Regions from separate parts of the Mus musculus genome. Here regions 1, 2, 3, 4, 6 and 7 are each linked to region 5. Evidence: chromatin contacts called from public HiChIP or PLAC-seq and promoter capture Hi-C data. All regions are on one chromosome and are shown on one strand. Each heading gives the region's core, a stretch centred on a gene start, on an enhancer-like site or on the middle of the called end of the contact. The rest is flanking DNA. Distances are from core to core; before and after follow the strand shown.

What was found. Promoter capture Hi-C pulls out the DNA fragments that hold promoters and counts their contacts. HiChIP or PLAC-seq counts read pairs in DNA pulled down with a chosen protein or histone mark.
Region 1: a promoter capture Hi-C map of embryonic stem cells shows a contact between it and region 5, with 4 times the contacts expected there. The contact joins the enhancer-like site here to the promoter of Fam76b in region 5. A contact is called at or near these places in 5 of 39 promoter capture datasets (cranial neural crest, embryonic stem cells, hippocampal neurons and 2 more) and 8 of 115 datasets of contacts at active chromatin or transcription factors (the NIH/3T3 cell line, the SCID.adh cell line, acute myeloid leukemia and 3 more).
Region 2: a contact with region 5 is called in an H3K4me3 HiChIP or PLAC-seq map of pro-B cells, with 5 times the contacts expected there. The contact joins the enhancer-like site here to the promoter of Fam76b in region 5. A contact is called at or near these places in 1 of 484 Hi-C or Micro-C datasets (embryonic stem cells) and 8 of 115 datasets of contacts at active chromatin or transcription factors (the SCID.adh cell line, T-cell acute lymphoblastic leukemia, acute myeloid leukemia and 5 more).
Region 3: a contact with region 5 is called in an H3K4me3 HiChIP or PLAC-seq map of the SCID.adh cell line, with 12 read pairs. The contact joins the enhancer-like site here to the promoter of Fam76b in region 5. A contact is called at or near these places in 6 of 39 promoter capture datasets (Sertoli cells, embryonic stem cells, hippocampal neurons and 3 more), 1 of 15 datasets of contacts at CTCF or cohesin (large pre-B cells), 1 of 484 Hi-C or Micro-C datasets (bone marrow-derived macrophages), 33 of 115 datasets of contacts at active chromatin or transcription factors (the 230-238 cell line, DN3 thymocytes, the NIH/3T3 cell line and 24 more) and 4 of 9 other capture datasets (adipose tissue, embryonic stem cells, liver and 1 more).
Region 4: an H3K4me3 HiChIP or PLAC-seq map of bone marrow-derived macrophages shows a contact between it and region 5, with 10 times the contacts expected there. The contact joins the promoter of Amotl1 here to the promoter of Fam76b in region 5. A contact is called at or near these places in 1 of 39 promoter capture datasets (embryonic stem cells), 3 of 484 Hi-C or Micro-C datasets (cardiomyocytes and embryonic stem cells) and 13 of 115 datasets of contacts at active chromatin or transcription factors (the NIH/3T3 cell line, T-cell acute lymphoblastic leukemia, astrocytes and 6 more).
Region 6: a contact with region 5 is called in a FOXA1 HiChIP or PLAC-seq map of pancreatic cancer cells. The contact joins the promoter of Piwil4 here to the promoter of Fam76b in region 5. A contact is called at or near these places in 7 of 39 promoter capture datasets (the 3T3-L1 cell line, cranial neural crest, embryonic stem cells and 4 more) and 6 of 115 datasets of contacts at active chromatin or transcription factors (the SCID.adh cell line, T-cell acute lymphoblastic leukemia, embryonic forebrain and 3 more).
Region 7: a FOXA1 HiChIP or PLAC-seq map of pancreatic cancer cells shows a contact between it and region 5. The contact joins the enhancer-like site here to the promoter of Fam76b in region 5. A contact is called at or near these places in 1 of 39 promoter capture datasets (embryonic stem cells) and 6 of 115 datasets of contacts at active chromatin or transcription factors (the 230-238 cell line, bone marrow-derived macrophages, large pre-B cells and 2 more).

What each region holds. Positions count from the first base shown.
Region 1 is chr9:14,676,130-14,678,829 of GRCm38.p6, forward strand. No RefSeq gene overlaps it. Among named protein-coding and RNA genes, the nearest start is that of Gm7607, 14 kb to the left of the region's middle. Within about 2 kb of position 1,317, at least 55 of the 459 cell types and tissues checked have an H3K27ac peak or open chromatin away from gene starts, as enhancers often do. A contact at or near this core is called in the SCID.adh cell line, embryonic stem cells and stem cell-derived epiblast-like cells, where this site is marked.
Region 2 is chr9:14,522,424-14,525,123 of GRCm38.p6, forward strand. No RefSeq gene overlaps it. Among named protein-coding and RNA genes, the nearest start is that of Cwc15, 23 kb to the left of the region's middle. Within about 2 kb of position 1,433, at least 29 of the 459 cell types and tissues checked have an H3K27ac peak or open chromatin away from gene starts, as enhancers often do. A contact at or near this core is called in the SCID.adh cell line, T-cell acute lymphoblastic leukemia and pro-B cells, where this site is marked.
Region 3 is chr9:14,348,189-14,350,888 of GRCm38.p6, forward strand. No RefSeq gene overlaps it. Among named protein-coding and RNA genes, the nearest start is that of Gm34156, 20 kb to the right of the region's middle. Within about 2 kb of position 1,388, at least 6 of the 459 cell types and tissues checked have an H3K27ac peak or open chromatin away from gene starts, as enhancers often do. A contact at or near this core is called in the SCID.adh cell line and pre-B cells, where this site is marked.
Region 4 is chr9:14,613,685-14,616,384 of GRCm38.p6, forward strand. It overlaps Amotl1 (angiomotin-like 1), which reads right to left and starts at 1,316. Exons shown (of 13, transcript NM_001081395.1): 1 at 1,050-1,316. The coding sequence starts at 1,098.
Region 5 is chr9:13,826,410-13,829,109 of GRCm38.p6, forward strand. Fam76b (family with sequence similarity 76, member B) reads left to right here and starts at 1,307. Exons shown (of 10, transcript NM_176836.4): 1 at 1,307-1,652; 2 at 2,351-2,415. The coding sequence starts at 1,566. It overlaps Cep57 (centrosomal protein 57), which reads right to left and starts at 698. Exons shown (of 11, transcript NM_026665.4): 1 at 447-698. The coding sequence starts at 491.
Region 6 is chr9:14,739,294-14,741,993 of GRCm38.p6, forward strand. Piwil4 (piwi-like RNA-mediated gene silencing 4) reads right to left here and starts at 1,379. Exons shown (of 20, transcript NM_001368831.1): 1 at 1,165-1,379; 2 at 98-161. The coding sequence starts at 1,251.
Region 7 is chr9:14,558,254-14,560,953 of GRCm38.p6, forward strand. It overlaps Amotl1 (angiomotin-like 1), which reads right to left. Exons shown (of 13, transcript NM_001081395.1): 8 at 206-355. Among named protein-coding and RNA genes, the nearest start is that of Amotl1, 55 kb to the right of the region's middle. Within about 2 kb of position 1,443, at least 88 of the 459 cell types and tissues checked have an H3K27ac peak or open chromatin away from gene starts, as enhancers often do. A contact at or near this core is called in pancreatic cancer cells, where this site is marked.

The DNA.
Region 1 (2,700 bases), core at 67-2,566, 850 kb after region 5:
ACGTGTGTGTATAAGGTGTGTATATTCTTTTGAGACATGCCTGTCCTGTCTTCTAGCTCTTGTGTGTCTGTATCTCTGTCAAAGCTGGCTGTCATCATGGGATTAAGCCCCATACCTCTGAGCTTGCCTATGTTCCTAGTATTACAAAAAAAAAAAAAAAAAAGGCAGGAAGAAAGGAAAGGGGTGGGTGAGGGGTTAGAATACCCAGCCAGTTACATCATGAATCCTCCGTTTATCACAGACAGTGTAAGGGGTGGGGGAATCTGGCACTGACCCCAGTCCTGAAAGCAGGAACCAGTATTTCCACATTTTTTTAGCTTGGTTGCGGAAGTTATAGATGGACACAGCAATACCTGTCTGCCTGACTCATAGGGCTGTCACAAAGATAGCAGATGGAGCAAGGTGAAGCACCCTGCTGCACCCCTGCATCAGCCTGACAGCCTAGCAGCTGGGACAAGCTCTGCTGTGGTTCTCCTGAGGAGTGCCACATTCCTATCCTGCTATGAAAGGGACAAAGGGAGCCCTGGGCTGGTCAGGAAGGTAGGCAGCTTGGAAATGTATCACAACCTTTTTGCTATTCTCTAAGCTGCAGTCACATGGGGAACAGTCACTTTGCAGTCCTGGAGCGCCTCATGGCAGTGGCTCCTGGAGGAAAGATTGTTGAGCTACATGGGAGCTAAATCCCAGGCCTGCACCCTCTATATCAGACACTCCCTCTCCCTCTCCCTCTCCCTCTCCCTCTCCCTCTCCCTCTCCCTCTCCCTCTCCCTCTCCCTCTCCCTCTCCCTCTCCCTCTCCCTCACCCTCACCCTCACCCTCACCCTCACCCTCACCCTCCCCCTTTCTTTCCCCATGAGCATGTACATGAGCACCTGTTTGTGCATACATGTGGGAGCCAGAAGTCAACTCGGGGTATCTTCTTGTATTGCTCCTCACTTAACCTGCAGCTCTCACCCGGTGTCCAGCAAACTCCTCCCTGCTGTTTTGGGATTACAGACTGTGTTGCTGTGTTCAGTTTTTGTGAGTGCTGGGATCTAAGCGTAGGCCCTCCTTCTTGCTCAGAGAACACTTTAATCATAGGGAGACATCTCCCTATGAAGGGAAATTTTGGGAAGGAAATTGAGATTATTTTAAAGAATGGGCCATTTCCGAAAGGGTCAGTGTGAAGTGACGGGAGCATCAGGACATCTCTGACAACCACAGCGTGGGTGCTAAAGCAGGAAGGTCAGAAGCTCGCTCACTCACGCATTCATCTTGATAGATGGGAGGAAGCCGGACTGATCAGGTCCAGAGTGGTAGGTGGGGGCTGGAGTGTCTCCTAGAATGGGAATGAGGGTGGGAATGGGCTTGCAAGAAAGCCAGTGCCGATGTATAGGGCCTGTCTGAGCTGTCCATTCAAAGCCAAAGGTTCCACTAAGGGAAAGGGCAAGGCAGGATTAGATTAGGTTTCAAAAGCCTGCTCTGGTTGTGGTGGAGAAGACAAACAGTAGGGCTGTGGAAGGGAACTTGTGTCCTTAAAGAGCACAGAGGCTCTGGACTGAGAGAGAGCTAACGTCACATAGTTGCTCCGTCTGTGAATTCAGAGCTGAGTGAGCACTTCAGAAGTGGAGCCTAGTAAGAGACAGTGGAGTCACTGTGTGTGTGTTCCAGAGACACTTTCTCTTCCTTCTCTCTGTTTCCTGGCTGCCACAGGGTCAGCCCCTTGGATGCTCCGTGTTTTCCTGTTACCTTGAAGTCTTACCTCAGGACTGTGACAATGGTACCAGCCAACTGCAGAGAGGATACTTTGAAAGCAAATGAACCTCTTACTTGTGGTTGTAAGTTGATTTTCTCTGGTATGTTGTTGCATCAATAGGAGTTAATTGACATCACGCACAGCACTCCATTAGAGGTGACACAAGGACAGCCAGCCAGGTGTTCAAGTAGAAAGCGTGTTCCTGCAGGAAGGGTTAGACACAGCTTTCCTGCCTCCTGTTTTCATTGCCTTTCCTATTACCCTCCTAGCTCCTGTCTGCCTTCAGAACAGTTGTCTCCTTCCTCATCTGTGGAGTGGGGCAGATCTTCAGAAAGCAAGACTTGTTAAAAAAATAATTAATCCTATGTAAATAAACTTGACATATATGTATATATAATCCATGAAGTCCCATTGTCTATAATTTATTGCTTGAGCTTTTTTTTGCAATTTTTATTTATCCTTCTCTCATACACTACATCCCTACCACAGCCTCCCCTTCCTCCGCTCCTCCCAGCCCCTCTTCTCCTCCCTCCCAGATCCACTGCTCCTCCATTTCCCTTCAGAAAAGAGCAGGCTTCCCAGTGATGTCAACTGAACACAGCATAACTAGATGCAGTAAGACTAGGCACAAGCCCTCATATCAAGGCTGGATGAGGCAACCTAAGAAGAAGAAAAGGGTCTCAAGAGCAGGCAAAAGATTCAGAGACAACCCTACTTTCATTGTTAGAAGTCCCCTAAAAAACCCCAAGCTAAACAACCACAGGATGTACACAGAGGATAGAGCACAGACCATGCAGGCTCTGATTGCTGCTTCAGTCTCTCTGAGCCCCTTTGGGCCCTGCTTAATTCATTCTGTGAGCCAAGGTCTCCTGATGCCCTTGACCCCTATAACCCCTATACTTCTTTCTCTCCCCTTCTGCAGGGCTCCCTGTGCTCTGCCTAATGTTTGGCTGTGGGTTTCTGCA
Region 2 (2,700 bases), core at 183-2,682, 700 kb after region 5:
GACTGGAAACCTCACAGCAAGCAAATTTTGCTCCAGCACCCACTCGGTTTGACCAAGGCTTTGATGGGGTCACCATCTCCTTCTTCCTGTACAGAATCCTTCAGCACAGCTCATTTCCCAAACTCTACCTCAGCACCCAAGATCCTAGTTCTGTGGCATGTGTTCTGTGTGTGTCTCTTCTTGCATTCAACCCACCTCCACCAACAGCACAGTCCAGCCCCCTGACCGAGCCTGTTGGTGGATGAGGCTCCTTTTGGTCTGTTCAGGATTCAGTAAACTCTTAACATTTGGTACATAACTTGGGTTGAATTCACTAGAAGATCTTCAGAGAACATGGGGTTGGAAGTCATTGTATTCACAGTGAGTGAACACCCCACCACCGGAGAAGTCAAGGTCCATGAAAGGAAAGCAGCAACTCTAGAAATCATAACAAGCCTTAGAGAGAAGGCATTATAGGAGTGGGTAAGCCATGTAGGGAGGGGAGGCAGTGACAGTGTGGGGAAGGCCACATAGGCACGGGCAGGTGGGGTCGGCATGGAGCAGAAGGTAGAGGTGTAGGGTAGGCAAAGAAGAGATGAGGCAGGCAGTGTCAACACTGGGCAGGTGGTGTAGACAAGAGGAAGGTCATTAGTAAATGATGTTATCTGCCCAAGACACTTGGAGACATCTTTCTGCAGACATATATCTAAAGGGGGGTTAAGGCAATGGAACCCTTAAGAACCCTCTTTAGAAAGATTTATGGTGTGTGTGTGTGTGTGTGTGTGTGTGTGTGTACATGAGTATGGTGCCTGTGGAGGCCAGAGGAGGATCCCGGAACCCCTGGAGTTAGAGGTGCCAAGAACTCTAGTCTGTAAGACTAGCAAGTGCTCTTAACTGCTGAGACTTCTCTCCAACACTAAAAATGCTCTTACACCCAGAATGGAAACTGGTTTTCTGTGGGCTGAGGAGCAGAGAACACACACACACACACACACACACACACACACACACACACACACACACATACACAGAAAGAGAGAGAGCTTCCTGGCACTCATGTCTTTTAATACCCAAGGGCCTCTTTGTGACCATTTTAGGTTCACTCTTCTGTAAGTAGTTTGCAGCCACAGGGATACTTCTAGGATGATCTCTTTGCAAGAACAGAGACTAGAAAGCCAGATGGCTTTTCCCTCTCTGTACAGGCCCTCCTCTTCTCCTCTGTTCTTGTGCTCCAGCAGCTAGACTTAGCACATTTCTGCTCAGAAAATGTAATTCTGGAGACCCAGGCCTGTCCTAAGAGTGTGAGAGCTGTGGAAGCAGCACCAGAAGCAAATGTCTACAGTCAGACATGAGCGTTGAAAAGCTTCCAGGAGTATCAGACATTTACCCAGGCTCCTCCTGCCTAGGTTAAGCGCCCAGAGAAAGCTGTGGTCATTCCCCAAGTTGGCCATTAGGTGGCACCCCCATCGCCAAGCAAGAGCTCTGTCGGGCTCTCATTTCATGTAGAGCAATGTCAAGACTTCCTACCACTGTCACAATGTCCAAAGGTGGAACTTCTTTCCCCTTTGACTGGAGGAGTTTTATTAAACACACACAAACTTTTCAATGCTCATTATAAAAGCAATGTTTCTGATTTTCCTAATAAAGACTAGTCACTATTTTACATTTAGCTCACCCCTAGAAGGAAGTTAAAAGTATGGTTAGATCTTTAGCAACACAGACTTATTTGGGAAAGAAATGACACAAAGAAGCCTATCACTCTCGTCGTGTGACAGACCACAAATAGGAATTTTGCTCTAGATTCCCGGCACCCAAGGGACACACCTGTGGGAATGGTCACTTCTTTCTCCACAGTGGAGCTGTGGGGAGAATCTGGAAGTGCTACACCCACCATATAGCAAATCCAGACGCTAAAGGGCGCCATTTGAATACAGCGTCCTCATGGGCGATGAGCGATGTCGGGAGACTTGAGCTTGCTGAGGGTTTCTACAGTCCTGGAGTCAAAGCCTTCAGCATTCCTTCTGCCTTCTGAACAGACGTTACCCTCACATCACACTCCGCATCCCCACTTGAACTTGGAGGCACTCACGTTGTCCTCGAATGTCTTACTTTGTCCTAGTGTGGAGTCCACCATGTACCCAGTGTTATATCCATTAGCATGTTTGCTTGTTTTTCAAGACAGGGTCTCACTCTGTAGTTCTGACTGTCCTGGAACTCGCTATATGGACAGGTGGGCCTCAAAATCACAGAGATCCTCCTGCCTCGCTGGCCCCAGGAGTGCTGAGATTGAAGTATGCGCCGCCATGCCCGGCACCAGCCTCTCGAGAAGCAACCTTGGGTTCCTGGTCTCTCGTTGCTGGAGCTCCATGAAGGCCTAGGCTAGCGCTCTCACCTCTGTCTGCGGGATACTGATCTTAATCTGGCACTTCACAGAACCTAAAGCATTTACACCAGGGTTCCAAACAGCTGTATGGACTTCTCCAGTGCGACCCGAGGTGTGGGTTACACTCTCCAGCTCAGGCTCTTTCTGACATGCGTCCACCACGCTCCCTGAAGAACACATGGTGAGTTTTCCGTTGTTCTGCCCTTGATCTGAGCTCTTGTGCCGCTGATGATGTCTCTGGCCAGAACACGGCTCACCTTGCCTTTCTGTCCACTCGTGAACTCCGCCACAGGAAAGCTCCTGACAAGTTTCTCAACTTATTCATGGGCTGGCCCAGG
Region 3 (2,700 bases), core at 138-2,637, 520 kb after region 5:
ACACACACACATACACACACACACTCTCTCACACACACACTCACACACACTCATACACACTATTGTGTGGAGTTCAGAAAAACAACATCAGAGAAACTCAATGGCAGCCTCCTTGGGTTTCCAGCTGACACCATGTTTTTAACAGGCCAGGGATCTCAGAAGCAGGTGAAACCAGTTATTACAAAAGCCTCACAAGTTCATGTTGCAGTCACAGAAGCCGTGTCTGCAACAGCTGCTGAGGTTGCCAGGCTATCAGTTCCACACAAAGAGCTGAGCTTCATAGTTTCTTTAAATTATCTCTAAAACAATCTCATAGATGGTATCAAACAAACATCGGGGTTAAAAACTTTTTGTATTGTTTTATTTTATGTGTATTAGAAAGGGTTTTGTGTGCATGGATAGGAGCACCATGTGTGAAGTTCTTCTGGAGACCAGAAGAGGGCACCAGATCCCCAAAACTGATGTCATGGCCAGGCGGAGCTGCCTATGGGTGCTGGGTCTCTAACTCGGGTCCTCTGGAAGCACATGTCTCAACAACTGAGACATCTCTTTCGCCTAAATTAGAATTTCTAATTTTAAATGACAATCATAAATATCTGTGACATATTTAGATTTATTGTTTTGTCTGGATTTTTCTTTTGAGTTGCAGAGAGTAGGCAGAACACACGCCATGTGAGTCTGGGCCCGTCGCCACCTCCCTGAGTCACCTAGAACAAGCTCAGGGTTCTTGCTTAGGAGCATCTCTCTGATCACAAAGCAGAGCTCTTCTCCTCTACCCTCTCTATTTGAAAGTGTTTTATCACTGCTTTTATTAATATCTCTAGGGAAGACTGCAATTACAGTTAGCACAAAACAGACTTTTTTTTTAACCAGCGTGCTACAATTTATGTAATTAACAATGTATTTGTATTATGAGGGGGACTCAATTTGTTTAATCATCTTCAAAGAGTACATTGCCCTATACATCACCAAACCTTTTACTAGGCAGGAAGACAGAAAAGTTGGCATTATAAAAAAATGTTCTTATAGAGAAAGAGTAAAATATTTCTTCTGGAATGTAGGGGAGAGTTCTAAGAATTTAGAGGTGAACGGTGCCTTAGAGATGCCTGGAACTCCGCCTTGGGGAGACTGGGAGCAGTATGTGCTTTGCTTTGGAGAAGACAGGATGGGATATGACAATCCCAGAAGCTGTAGGACAAGCCCTAGACACCAGGGGCTTCTGTGGTTTGCGTGTGGAGGGTGAATACAGAGCTGGGCACGGAGATGAACAAACGCATATAGAATCTGCCTCAGAGGCTGGAAGTAGATCCCAGCTAGAGATGGACTGTAGGTGCTAGGACATCGAGGACTTGCATAAGCAACAGAGTTGGCAGGAAGCTCAGGAGGTAAGCATTGCCTGCCAGAGCAGTAGAAAGTTCACCAAGGCCCTGGCCAAAGGGGAAAGCTGTGCTTCCATCAGAGAGAGTAATCCTTCATGACTGCAAGTGGCTCCTCCTTTTAAAGCAGAAGTGGGGGAACCCTGTGCTTTGTCTAAAGCTCGTCTTCTCAGCCTCTGCTTAGCCCCTTGAAGGCAATGCTTGTAGGTTCCCTGGCCATCCATGACACTTACACAGCTGGCCAGGGGCTGAGCCCTCCCATCCTCCACACAGAAAACAGTTTCCCATGGTACCCTTATCCACTTCTAATGGAAGTGGGAGAGACGGGGCTCTGCAGTGCATCTCCAGATTTCTATAGTTACTTGTTTTATAGCCCATGGATCAGATTATCCACCTATCCCTTCATCTTCAACTTGACTCTGTCCGGGACCCAATAGCTTGACTCTGGAATGGTTTTGTTTGGGTTGTCTTTTCTTCTTCCTTTTTATGAACTTGCATGTGCTATGAACCCAAGCAGTTATTTATCAAATGAATGTGGAATCTTTTCAGTGATATAGTTGCTTTTGAGTCACTCCTGCTCCTTGAGCATGCCCCCATCTGTATCCCTTCCAGTAACTCCAGGAAAGCCATTGCTTCACCAAGGGGAACTTTGGTCTACCATGCTTCCTGATCTCAATTCCCACATTGATCTTGAGACTCTCAAGAACATCATTTGTTTTGAAAACCCCATCACAATCTACTCTTCAAGTAAAACAGAAATAAAAATAAACAACTGAGATCTAAGTCTCTGGATTCTTAGCAGCACCCTGACTTTGGGATTGAGTAAAAATGTCTGCAGTTGGCATTGAATAATTTATTAAAATACTGAATGGAGAGATGTTCCCTGGTAAGAGAATGCTTAGTGGCATTCAGTGTGAGTTCTGGTGTGGACAGGTTCGTCAAGACCCAAGTCCACTTCCTTCCTGTGTGGCCTTGGATGAAGTATGTGAGCTCATTAAGGACACAAGCCCGGCGTCTTTATAGAAGCCAAGTATGGTGGGCACACACGTTCCTGACACTAAGGGCATAATGTCTAGGACTAGATGCCATGTTGGTGGAAACTATGCTATGATTGCTGAAGAGAGCAAAATGCAGTCTCTAGAGAGGCAGATCAGTATTTCCACACTTAGGAAATACATTATGCCTTCTCACTGTTCACAACGAGCCGAGATACCACCAACATCCACTCCCTTCCACTGTGCCAACTGTAAAGCATCTGCAAGGAGATTTGGCACCTGCTTAGTGTATTAGCAAAGAAAGTCAGGTATGGACAGAGAGATTGAAA
Region 4 (2,700 bases), core at 66-2,565, 790 kb after region 5:
TGAGGCATGACATCCTCCACCATCACCAAGGACTTTAATAAGCAAAGCCCGCCAAACTTTAAGTCTTTGTAGGGAAACAGAACCATGGGCAGGAAGCAGAGGGGCCGAAGGACCAAATACCATCCAAAATGTAAGCATCAAGGCCCCGTGAGATCGAAACCTGTCTCCAGAAGCCGACGTCCAGGTAACCCACACACTATCCCTACTTAAAGGCATTTAGACAATACACCCACCACAAGAGCTGAAAGGCAAACATTTTCCAGGGGGAAAAAAGGAGGCAGAAAATAGGGGCACAGGCCCGGGATTCGTCTTCTGAGGTCCCCAAGCAGGGGACTTGGAGAAGGTGAGACCTCATCTCCCAGCCTGGCTACTTAAGGCTAACACCAGTGGGTCCCCTGCACTGTCAGGGGCCGTCACGGGCCGAGGTTCCACTTTCCTGTCTGCCACAAATGTCACGTTCCAAAAAAGTTCAACCAGCTCCCCCTTGGAAAGTTTGTGCTTCCTCCCGGAAACCAGATTTTTTCCAAGGCACTGCCAACAGGCCAGGGAAAGCCGGATCCTACCCCTGATTTGTGCAAGAAACTTGTTTGGGGAGAACAAAGAAGGCTCAGGGCGGAAAGGCCCGAGCCTCCGGGCCGGGGCGCGTCCTGGGGTCCAGGCTGGGCGCCCCGCGCGCCTTTGTCTGCGCCAGAGCAGCGGCACCCGCCAAGCCTCCAGATCCTCCGGGACCGCAACCTGCCAGCCACAGGAGAAATGCCAGTCCCGCGTCAGGGGCCCGCACGCGTACCCGAGTCCTTGGCCTCCCGTGGGAATCCCCCACGGGGGTACTGGGCACTCGGAGGGTAGTTCTGAACCGAATTCTGCTTTTTGTCTTGTTGAACCTTCTGGATCCCTCACAGGACAATCTGAGGCCCCAGCACAAATCTGGTTCACCAAGTCCCCACATCTGGTGCGGAGCTGATGTCAGCCTGGGCTCTCGGGAGCAGCCGCGGAGACCTCTCGGCCCAGTCAGGGGGAGCCCTCCCGGACCCCCGGCTTGAGCTGATTACCTCTAAGCACAGGCTCGCAAGGTCCCCGGCGCGACTTTGCCCTCCGCATGGGGCGATCATGGGACGATCCTGGCTTGGGCAACGCGGCGGCAGGGGAATGGCGGCAGGGGGATGGCGGCTGGGAGGCGCGGCGAAGGGTGCCTCTGCACTCGGGCAGCAGAGAGATGCCCCGTTCCCCCTCCAGTCCCACCCACCCCACCCCGCTGCCGGGTCCCTGGGCGCCCCGCGCTCCCAGTCGCCAGCGTGCTACCCAGGAGGGTCGCTGGTCTGATCCCTGTAACCCTACACTTCACCCCGCCCCGGCCCCGGCCGCGGGGCCCTAGAGCCCGTCCCCAGTTTCCCGTCGCCCCTCCCGGGATTTCGGAAACTGCCGGGACTCAGGCTGACGTGTCTCCCTGAGACCAAAAAGGGAGACTGGCTCCCTTGTTTTTGTCCCCTATCCGCGTTTGAATTCCTGTCACACTCACCATTTCTATCTGAATGCCTTAGAATCCTTTGCTGGAATATGCCTCCGAACTCCAGGCTAGGTTTGGTTTAGGACCAACTTTTCTTCTAAGTGGAATTTCCAGGTGAAAGCGATCCCCAGGCCCTAGTACTTCTATCAGGTGGGGCGGTCAGGATAGGAGGGGCTATGATGTGCTCCACTGAGGAACAGAACAGCTAGCTAAACAGACCTTCCTTACAGCCTTAAATGTTCAATGGCTTCCTAGGACTGTACATCCTGTGACCACAACCCTCAGGCTGCTATCTGCTCAAACAGAAGCAAAGAATTTGAAGTCTGTGACTCTGCCCCGCCTTCGAAATCAGACTTTTTCCCTAAGCAACGCTCCTTGCCCAGCCCTCTGCGAGGTTACACTCACTGTCTTCTGAAGCCATGCACTAGGACCTTTCTGGTCTGTCTTCTGAGAGCAGAGGCCAGTGGCTGCTGCCCAAGCCCCTACTTGGAGGGTTAGGGCATATCAAGGTTTCTGACGGTTGGCTCCTCTTTTCTCTCTTCTTACCTGGCCATGGGGGCAGGGGTCATGTCTGGCTTGTGCCATCTCCCTAAACTCACCCGCTCACCGCTTCACCCCCAGTGTTCCAGCCGGATTCCATGACAGCCCTCTGATTTCTCAGACAGAGGCCCAAATGTAATTGCTGAACTTATTTCTCAAGCACAGGCTTCGTTAAAGTCACCTGCCTTTGTAGAACACACAAAGCCAGGACGTGTGCACAGAAAAGAACAGGGCAGTAGGTCCCCTCTTGTTAAGAGTCTGGACAGGAGAGAGAAGAGACCAGCTCTGTGTAGAGGGGGAAGGGGCAGAGATCCGATGTGCAGGAAAAGGAGGCACTGGGCAAGCAAGCAGCAGTGCAGCCTGGAGGGAATTGGCAAGGTTTCTCACCAAGGGTGCTTGGCAAGAGCTGATAAATGAGGAAAGAGTTTTCACTGCAAAGGAAGAGACAACACGAGTAAGTGGACAGTCACAAAGTGCAGGGCTGGGAAGGACTGAACGGTAAACGTACACAGCTTCCACTTGGCTAGTGCGGAAACTCCCACCCGGCTGTGCAAGGACTTCCCTAACGGCACAGAACAAGTTCAGTAGCAAAGCCAAGGGTGGAAACCCATTTGCTTCCTACCACACAGCGTCAATGCTGAGGGCCAGCTCAGCTG
Region 5 (2,700 bases), core at 57-2,556:
GAAGTGGGAATGCCCGGGCTCCGCCTGCAAGGGTCGCGCAACAAACAGAGAGGCACGGCAGCAAGGGCGAAAACGCACTCTGGGGACCACGGACGCCTCAGCGGCTGCCACTCTACAAACCTGCACACCTACCTGTTAGTGAGTTTCCGAGACGGGCCGTTACGCTCACGTGACCGACAGAGCTTTGTGTTAGCGGGCCTGAGAGTGCACCAGCCAGGCTCGGGACAACGCTCCAAAGCACCGGCTGAGAGGACAAGGGAACGCAGGGTGGAAAAGGAGGTGCTCCAGAAAACACAGTTGCAGCCTCCGGGAGTGGCACGCGGCCTCGGGCAGCCCGCCATCCTGCGGGACGAGGGCTGACGCCAGATCGCGGGCCCCCTGAAAAGTGAGGCAACCCGGAGAGCCGTACAGGCCCACCTGGAACCCACGCGATTGCCGCCCCTTACCGAAAACTGAGAATCAGAAGCCGCCGAGACCGAGGCTGCCGCCATCTTCCCACCTGCGCAACCCCAGACGCCGTCCTTGAGCTCCTCCTCCGGATTCGACAGCCGCCCGCCTGGGGCAAGCGGAATCCAAGTCCCCGATGGAAGGGGCGGGCGAGCTGCGAACCCTATAGGAGCCTCGGTCTCGCAAACCACAAGGACGCCACACTCAGCGCGCACGGGAAAGGCAACGCGTCTTGATAGACGCCTTCCAGTGACCAATCAGAAAAGAGGACAACTTCTGGTGGCAGGGAAGAGCCCGCCTCCTCTCTCGGTGACGTCACAAGGTAGCGCATCGCGGAGCCTGCGGGAACGGCAACGTCTGAGTTGACAGACGGCTCTGGGAGCGTCTGAAAAGGGATGGATTTTCTGGATGAGGAAGCAAAGGCTAGGGCTTCTGGAACCTTCAGCGCCTGCTGAGGCGGATGACGGAAGCTGAATAAAGGAGAATGGAAAGTTGACATACTCCATCAGCATCCCAGGAATAAACTCCAGAGAGCGTTGCTTCTCCATTTGATGTACTGACCTTTCGGCCAATGACAAACAGAAGTAGGAGGGGCTTAAGGATATGGTCCAATGGAAGCCAAGGACTGAAAAAAAGCGGCGTTTCGTGGACCCCCTGGCCAATGGGCTCAAGCGCACCAGCCAAACGACGACTGGCCGTGGCTTGTGGGCGGGATCTTTTCAAAGCGGATTTCGCGCTCTGAGAGCGGCGGCTTCCTATTGGTTGGTACTTTCTCTCTTTGTGGGCGCTCCCTGCCGAACCTAGGCCAGGGACTGGGCGGAGCTTTCTAGTGACGTAAGGCTCTCTGTAGCCAATCGTAGAGAGGGACGCGAGACCGAGGAGGAAGCGGAATCCACCGCCTAGCTCCCGCTTCGTCTCCCTCCGCCGCGGTCCGGGCCTAAACGGGAGCGGCGGGGCGGGCGGCAGTAGGTGTCCCGGGACGGCGGCGGAGGCGGAGGGAGACGCAGGGGACCCGGCAGTTACCGGGACTGGGCCACAGCAGCAGAAGAGCCCGCGGGCGGGGCAGCCGAGTTCCCGGAGGCCCCGCCTGAGCGCGCGCGGAGGAGCCGGAAAGCAGGATGGCGGCGTCGGCCTTGTACGCCTGCACCAAGTGCACGCAGCGCTACCCCTTCGAGGAGCTCTCGCAGGGCCAACAGCTCTGCAAGGTCGGTGGGCGCCGGTCGTTCAGCGCACCGCTCCCCGCCAGGGCCCGGGCATTATATGGGCGAGCCCCGTGTCGACCGCGTCCCGCCTGCTCGCAGGTTGGGCTAGCTCGGCCGCTTCTGGCGGTCTCGGGTGGGGCTGAGCCAAGCGGCCACCAGTCCTCCGTGTCGCAGAGATTGGGTGCAGACTCTCTCATCCCAGCTTTGGCAGGGACTGCCCTCTCCTTCCACTGGGAGGCAGGGCCCGTGTTTGCACTTTCTTGCTAGCAACCCGAAGCTGCAGAGCTGATGGCATTCTGCTTCCCTGTCCCGGAAAGCGAAGCGACTGGTTTAGGAACAGAGTGCTCTCTGATTTGGAGCTCCTCCCATCCCATAAAAGCCGGGATGCTGTCTGTGAGCAATTGTACAAAATAACTAGTAGTTTCACATGTAAACCACCCCTGGAAGTCAGTCCTGACAGCTTCCTTAGTTTCTCTCTGTTCCATATACCCCCTCCGCACCCCCCCCCTCCACTAAGGACAAAAATATCCCCATGGAATTATACTCTGCCTGACGGCTGATGTGATAAGTCACCCAGTTGTTTACGTTGCCAGCCAGGTTTTATTGACATTTCAGGCACTTGACTAAGTCGATTAATTTCTACCAAAGAGTGAGATTGGGTCTCTGAAATAAATACTGACTTATGTATTATCTTATTACAGGAATGTCGGATTGCACATCCTATTGTAAAATGTACTTACTGCAGATCAGAATTTCAGCAGGAGAGGTTTGTATACTGAGCAGTCTTTCATTGTTACAAATTCGTATAAGGAATAATTAGGGGTTGTAATATTTGTGTTAAAGTGCTTTGAAAAACTGATTTGTTTTTGAAATTTAAAATTTAGAGCTACTATGTACAGTATGAGAGAAGACATTTAACTAAAGAAATTCTGGTTTTACATGTGAAAATAAGGGATAAAATTGATAGATGGAAAATGTACACTTCTGCCAACAGTCAAAATATAAGCAATTACTTTTAAACTTTTTTTTTTTAAATGGGAAACTGCTAATT
Region 6 (2,700 bases), core at 129-2,628, 910 kb after region 5:
CAGAGCAGGCGGTGCGGTCTGGTGTCTCGGGCTTGGTGAGTCCTCTTACTCCACTCAGGCTGAAGGAGGTCAGGGAGGCAGATCCAGAGATACTTACATGGCTGTGAAATGACACTTGTCCCACCTCCGGCCTCGCTGTCCCCAGGACTGGCAGATGTAACCTACAAAGAGGTAGGAAGTTTGCTCAGACTTAAACGAATCACAACCCATGACATTATCAAAAGACAAGAACAGTATCATGTCTCATACTGTAGATTACCATGATCCAGGAGCAGAAAACACTAGAGGTAGATGCCCTTGAGGGGCAAGAGGGAGGTGGCCATTCTCCACAGAAGGCCAAGGGGAAGCTGGAGTGCTCTCCTTGCCAAGTGCATTTAGCTGAGTCATGCTACCATCTGATAACAGACAACAGCCCCAGATAGCTACCCAGATAACAACAGCGTTAGGCCCCAGAAGTGTGAGTGAGCTATGGAAGTGGGGTGATCCCTCAGCACAGGGATGACCCCTGGGGATGAACTGAACCAAAGCCAGCTCTCAACACAGGGAAGGACAGAGACTGACACTGTCTCTGCAGAAACTTCTTTGTCCAAGAAATTATTGTATCTTGGTCTGTTTAAAAAAAAAAAAAAAAAAAAAAAAAAAAAGAGCAAAGTCAAGAGAACTCTACTAAATGATAACAATGACAAAATGATCACAAACCTGTGTGGCCTGAGTCTAAAAGGTTCTCCAAACAGTAGATGTGTCGTTCTTATTCAGTATTGTTTCTGTCTGACCACCCAGCGAACAGCCACACTCCAAGTATTTGCTGAACCAACAGCAGGTGAATCTTTCCACATCAGAATTTGAGACGATTTCTAGTACCATTTACCAGAACCAAGTGTATCACACCAAGGCAAGTGAAGATACTTCAGGCTTTATTTAGTCTGTTGGTCTGTCTTTTGCTTATTCTTTGTTTTTCTCATTCTTTCACACACAATTTACAGCGACTGAATTAAAGCTAAGAAAATAGAAGGCAGCTATGCACCTCCTAGCCAGAGTGCCTTTTGCACTTCCATGGTATCTACTTGAAAGAAAAAGGTGGGAAAGCCTCAAAGGAGTTAGACAGGCATGTAGAAGAAAACACTGCCCAGGATAGCCAAAGGAAGGATAGACAGAAGTACTCACCATGAGGTCTCTTGAGGACCGCCCCACTTCCCTAGCACTGTGGCCAGTGGTGATGCCTCGCGCTCTCACACGGGCCCGTCCACTCATGTTCCTGGGTGCCAGCGGCTTTCCAGGGCTGGTGAGCCTCAACAGGAGTGTTTTCTCTTTGGCAAAAGAGACGGTGTGGCTGTGACTCGGAGTTTGGGAGTATTCAAGCTTCCCAAGATAGTTACTACAAACAGCAACCCGAGCGTGGGTGGGCAGGGCCCGGTGGACCCCCAGAATGCGCAGGCGCATGATGGGCGCGGCAAGGCGGGGGTGGGCACCTATTAGCATTGCATGAATCTCTCTCCTTCTCTTCGTCCCTCCCTCCTCCCCTGCCCCCCTCTCTGTCTATGTCTTTCTTTTTCTTTTTTATTCTTTCTGTCTCGCTCTCCCCTATACCTTTTTTTTTGCCTTCCTCTGTGTCCCTCATTTGCTATAAATACCCAGCATACAGTCTTTATCATTTGAGGATGTATCTCTCTGCTCCTGGTTTTTAGAAATTACCCAATCATAAATGTATATAGAATGGCATCACACACCACTCTGGAAGTGTGAGGGAAGCTTGTGGGACGGTCATAAGGTGTGCTTCTCTGAGTCTTGTTAGGGTGTATCCTGAGAAGGGGTGAGGTGAAACGGGGGGAGGGGGGGAGGTTAGTAGACAGGCCATTACACAAACGTTTGGAATGACCCAAAATGGATGTAACAATTCGAATAAATCTTAAAGAAATTAGATTGGGGCTGGAGAGGGTTTAATGGTTAGTATATTCTTGTTCTTTCAGAGGACCAGGGTTTGCCTCCTAGCACCCACGAAGTGACCCACAACTGTGTGGAACTCCAGCTTCAGAGGACCTGGCACCTTCTTCTAGCATCCTTGACTCCTGTGTGCTCCCGGTGCACACACAGACCCACATATAAAAATATTTATTTTTTTTATTTTAGTTTTAAATGGTTCTTTATTCATAAACTTGATGCAAGTTTACAAAATGTACTGTACATTGCCAAATAAATCTGCAATGAAAAATAAAATTAAAAAAAAAAAACCAACCCCAAAGCATGCCAAATGTGCAGCTGTCAATCTGTTAGCCATTAGGAAATTAGAATTCAATAATGTATTCAAGATTTTGCCTTAGGTATAAGGAACTTAATAATGTGTTGAAGAATTCTGTCTTGTCACTTGTCATCTGAGCCACTGGCAATCATATATTTAGGGTAACCAAGTGACCAAGAATACCAGATATCTTTTCTGCCCTCTTAACCAACAGAATCAAGAGAAACTAACACCACACATAAAATGCACAAGTGCCACATCTCCTAGATGTGGTTTGCAAAGTTTAAAAAAAAATCTCAAATCAAATATATAAGAAATACAGTTTAACTTTGTACTGGTTTGTGCAGGAAAATGTGCTTCTGGGTTTCTTTTTAAAAGTGCTTAAATAGCTAGATTTAAATCAAACATGGTGTTTATTTGTAACTCAGGCAACGGATATACAGTCTTGTAAACTCTTAAGAGAG
Region 7 (2,700 bases), core at 193-2,692, 730 kb after region 5:
TCTTGTCCTTCAGGCCTGGTAAATCAATGTCCCCTATGTAAGGTCACCTAAAATGCATTCCCTTCTTTCCAGCCTCACCTCAGAGACTCCAGTCCCTAAGGAGGCCATGCAGGTGCTCGAGTCCATCGGACAGTTCCCAGGGGGCTTCTGGGTGAATCTGTAAGCCATTCTATCTGATTCTCCAGTCCCTCAGCCTGTCACTCACCTGCTGTGTCCTCAGAGCGTCTAGCTCCCTCTCCAGCCAGGTCCGCAACCTGCGTTCCATCTGCCCTCGCTTCTCGCACGCTGACTGCAGCTGGGTCAGGGCCTGCTGCAGCTTCTCCACCTTTTCCACATAGGCTTGCTTCTCTCGTAACTGAAGAAGAGAGTGAAACCTTGCAGAGTGGACACCACTGACTACTGCAGCCGGGTGGGAGACAAGCTGGAGACCCCAGCTGAGCTGCAGGAGTGTGAGCCACCCTTTCCATCCTGCAGAAGCCTATGGCAGGTACAGCAAGGTGGCCAGGAGGCTGGGGGTGGGAGGCCCTCTGCTCTGCCTGTACAGGGTCATGGGAACACCTCTGTACTTTCTGACTCATTACTGGTTTATAATCATAGCACTTGCGGCCAATGGAAAGGAGATTAAGAGAAAGCTTTTAGTGTATAGAAATGCCTAGTCTCTAAAGTTTAATAAAAAACCCTAAACCAGAAGTTATTTACATTATTACAACCATATCTGTCTAGCTATGAATACATAGATCCATGAAAAGAAGAGAAAGGACAATCTTTAGAAGTATCTGTCATGTTTGTAGTAGAAGAGCTATTTCTGCAAGAACAACAAGAAATGTAGTTCTGAATTTTCTCTACTAAATAAAAATTATGTCTATAAAAAGCAATATATGATAAATATAGTAAAAACACCATATGTAACAAATATGCTACAATTATTTCTACACTAGAGGAATTTTCTATCTCCATAATTTGGATGTATGCATACACATATGTGCACTCATTTGTATATTTGCTGGTGAACAATAGTCTCACTTCAGCAGTTTCTGGAGTGACTTTCTCCTCTGGCTAAGGAGCTTCCTGAGGGGACAGGAAGGACACAGAGAGCACCTGTGGGGATGCCTAAGGAAGTGGAAAAAATGTTAAATGATTACATAAACATACCATCAGGTATGGATTTACAGCCATGACCCACGGTGCCAAACCCTTAGTGCTCGGGGCTCTGTCTGCCCTGGGAATCTGGTTCACGTGCATAAATCCAGGTGTTTTTCCTGCTTCCTGGGAATCAACTGGGGCCAAGAAATCAAGCCAAAACATTTCCTGGATCTGGTGCTCTGCAAGAAGACACCGGATGCTGTTTTCCTGTCTCTTAGCACCTGGTGGAACAGATAGATGCCTTACTAGTGACTCAGCAGAGTGCTGAAGCACTGTCACACAGCGGGCTGCGACACGCCCGCCTGGCAAGGCAGCCTGCAGCTGAGGGAGGCTTCTAGCTGTGCAGCAGCTCTGCCACGAGCCCTGCCTACTTCTGCTCACACTACCAGCGCCACCACAATAAGACAGAAGCCTTCCAGGCAGCTACAGCTGTACCTGACTGTTGGGTGATTCTCTCTCAGGGCGCCTTTGCTTGTTTACATTAGCAGGCTTTTGAATAGAACCTGTCTGTTAGGTAGGTTCCTGAGCTTAGCGGTTTGGAGCAAATGCTTCATATGAACTGCCAGACGTTCTTACCACTGTGTGCAGAGCTATGCGTATACAGCCACCATGGAATGTGTGTGTCTACGTCTCTGCTGGTCAGAGCGAGCAGTGTGTCTCCGATGCATGGGCCAGTGACAACCCACAGCAGGTACTCCATGTGTAACGTTAACTGAAGGAGTACTATCCCTGAGCAGCTGTAAGATCCTTAAGTGTGTGGATCCATCCCTGCATGGTTCAGCCTTACGGCTGGCAAGGAGCATTTCCCTTGAGGATGATTCATGACAGACATTCTACCAGACGGCATTTTCAGAGTGCTACTGTACCAGACATTTTGCTCTGTAAGTGCATCTCATCGCACCCTCCTGGGGACAAGGAGCAATGCCCTATTCCACTTCTACATGGGGGATGAGAAAGCTGAGGGCAACGAGGCAAAATGACTTGGTCACAGTCACGTAGCTGGTGAGCCGGGAAGCTTGTATGTCACACTGGCAGTGGCCTAGCTCTACAACCCTGTTGTGACAGCCCTGGTAAACTAGTACAAGGCAAGTATTTTAAGACCCTGGGACCAAATCAAAACCCTTCCAAAGAAACGTGCATAAGAACAGGGAGTGCAGGGCTGGAGAGATTGCTCAGTGGTTAAGGGCACTGCTCTTCCAGAGGACCAGAGTTCAATTCCCAGCACCCATGTGGCATATCACAGCTGTTTGTGATTCAGATTTCATATGCAGATGCATAAAATAAATTTAAATTTTAAAACAATAAAAGAACAGGGAGTGGGAGTAAAGCCAAGTGCCTGAGTCATCCGCCTAACAGCCTAACACAGCTGAGCAGGGGAGGCCAAGCAAAGACCACGACAGGGTTCAGGAATTAGTGACCAGCCCATCAAGGGCCCATAAATGACTTCCATTTCTATAAGGAATATTAAAACCAAACAAAAGGGCTGGCACAATGGCTCAGCAGGTAGAGGTGCCTGCTCTCCGAGCCCCGCTGTGAGAGTCTGCTGTGCAAGCCTGT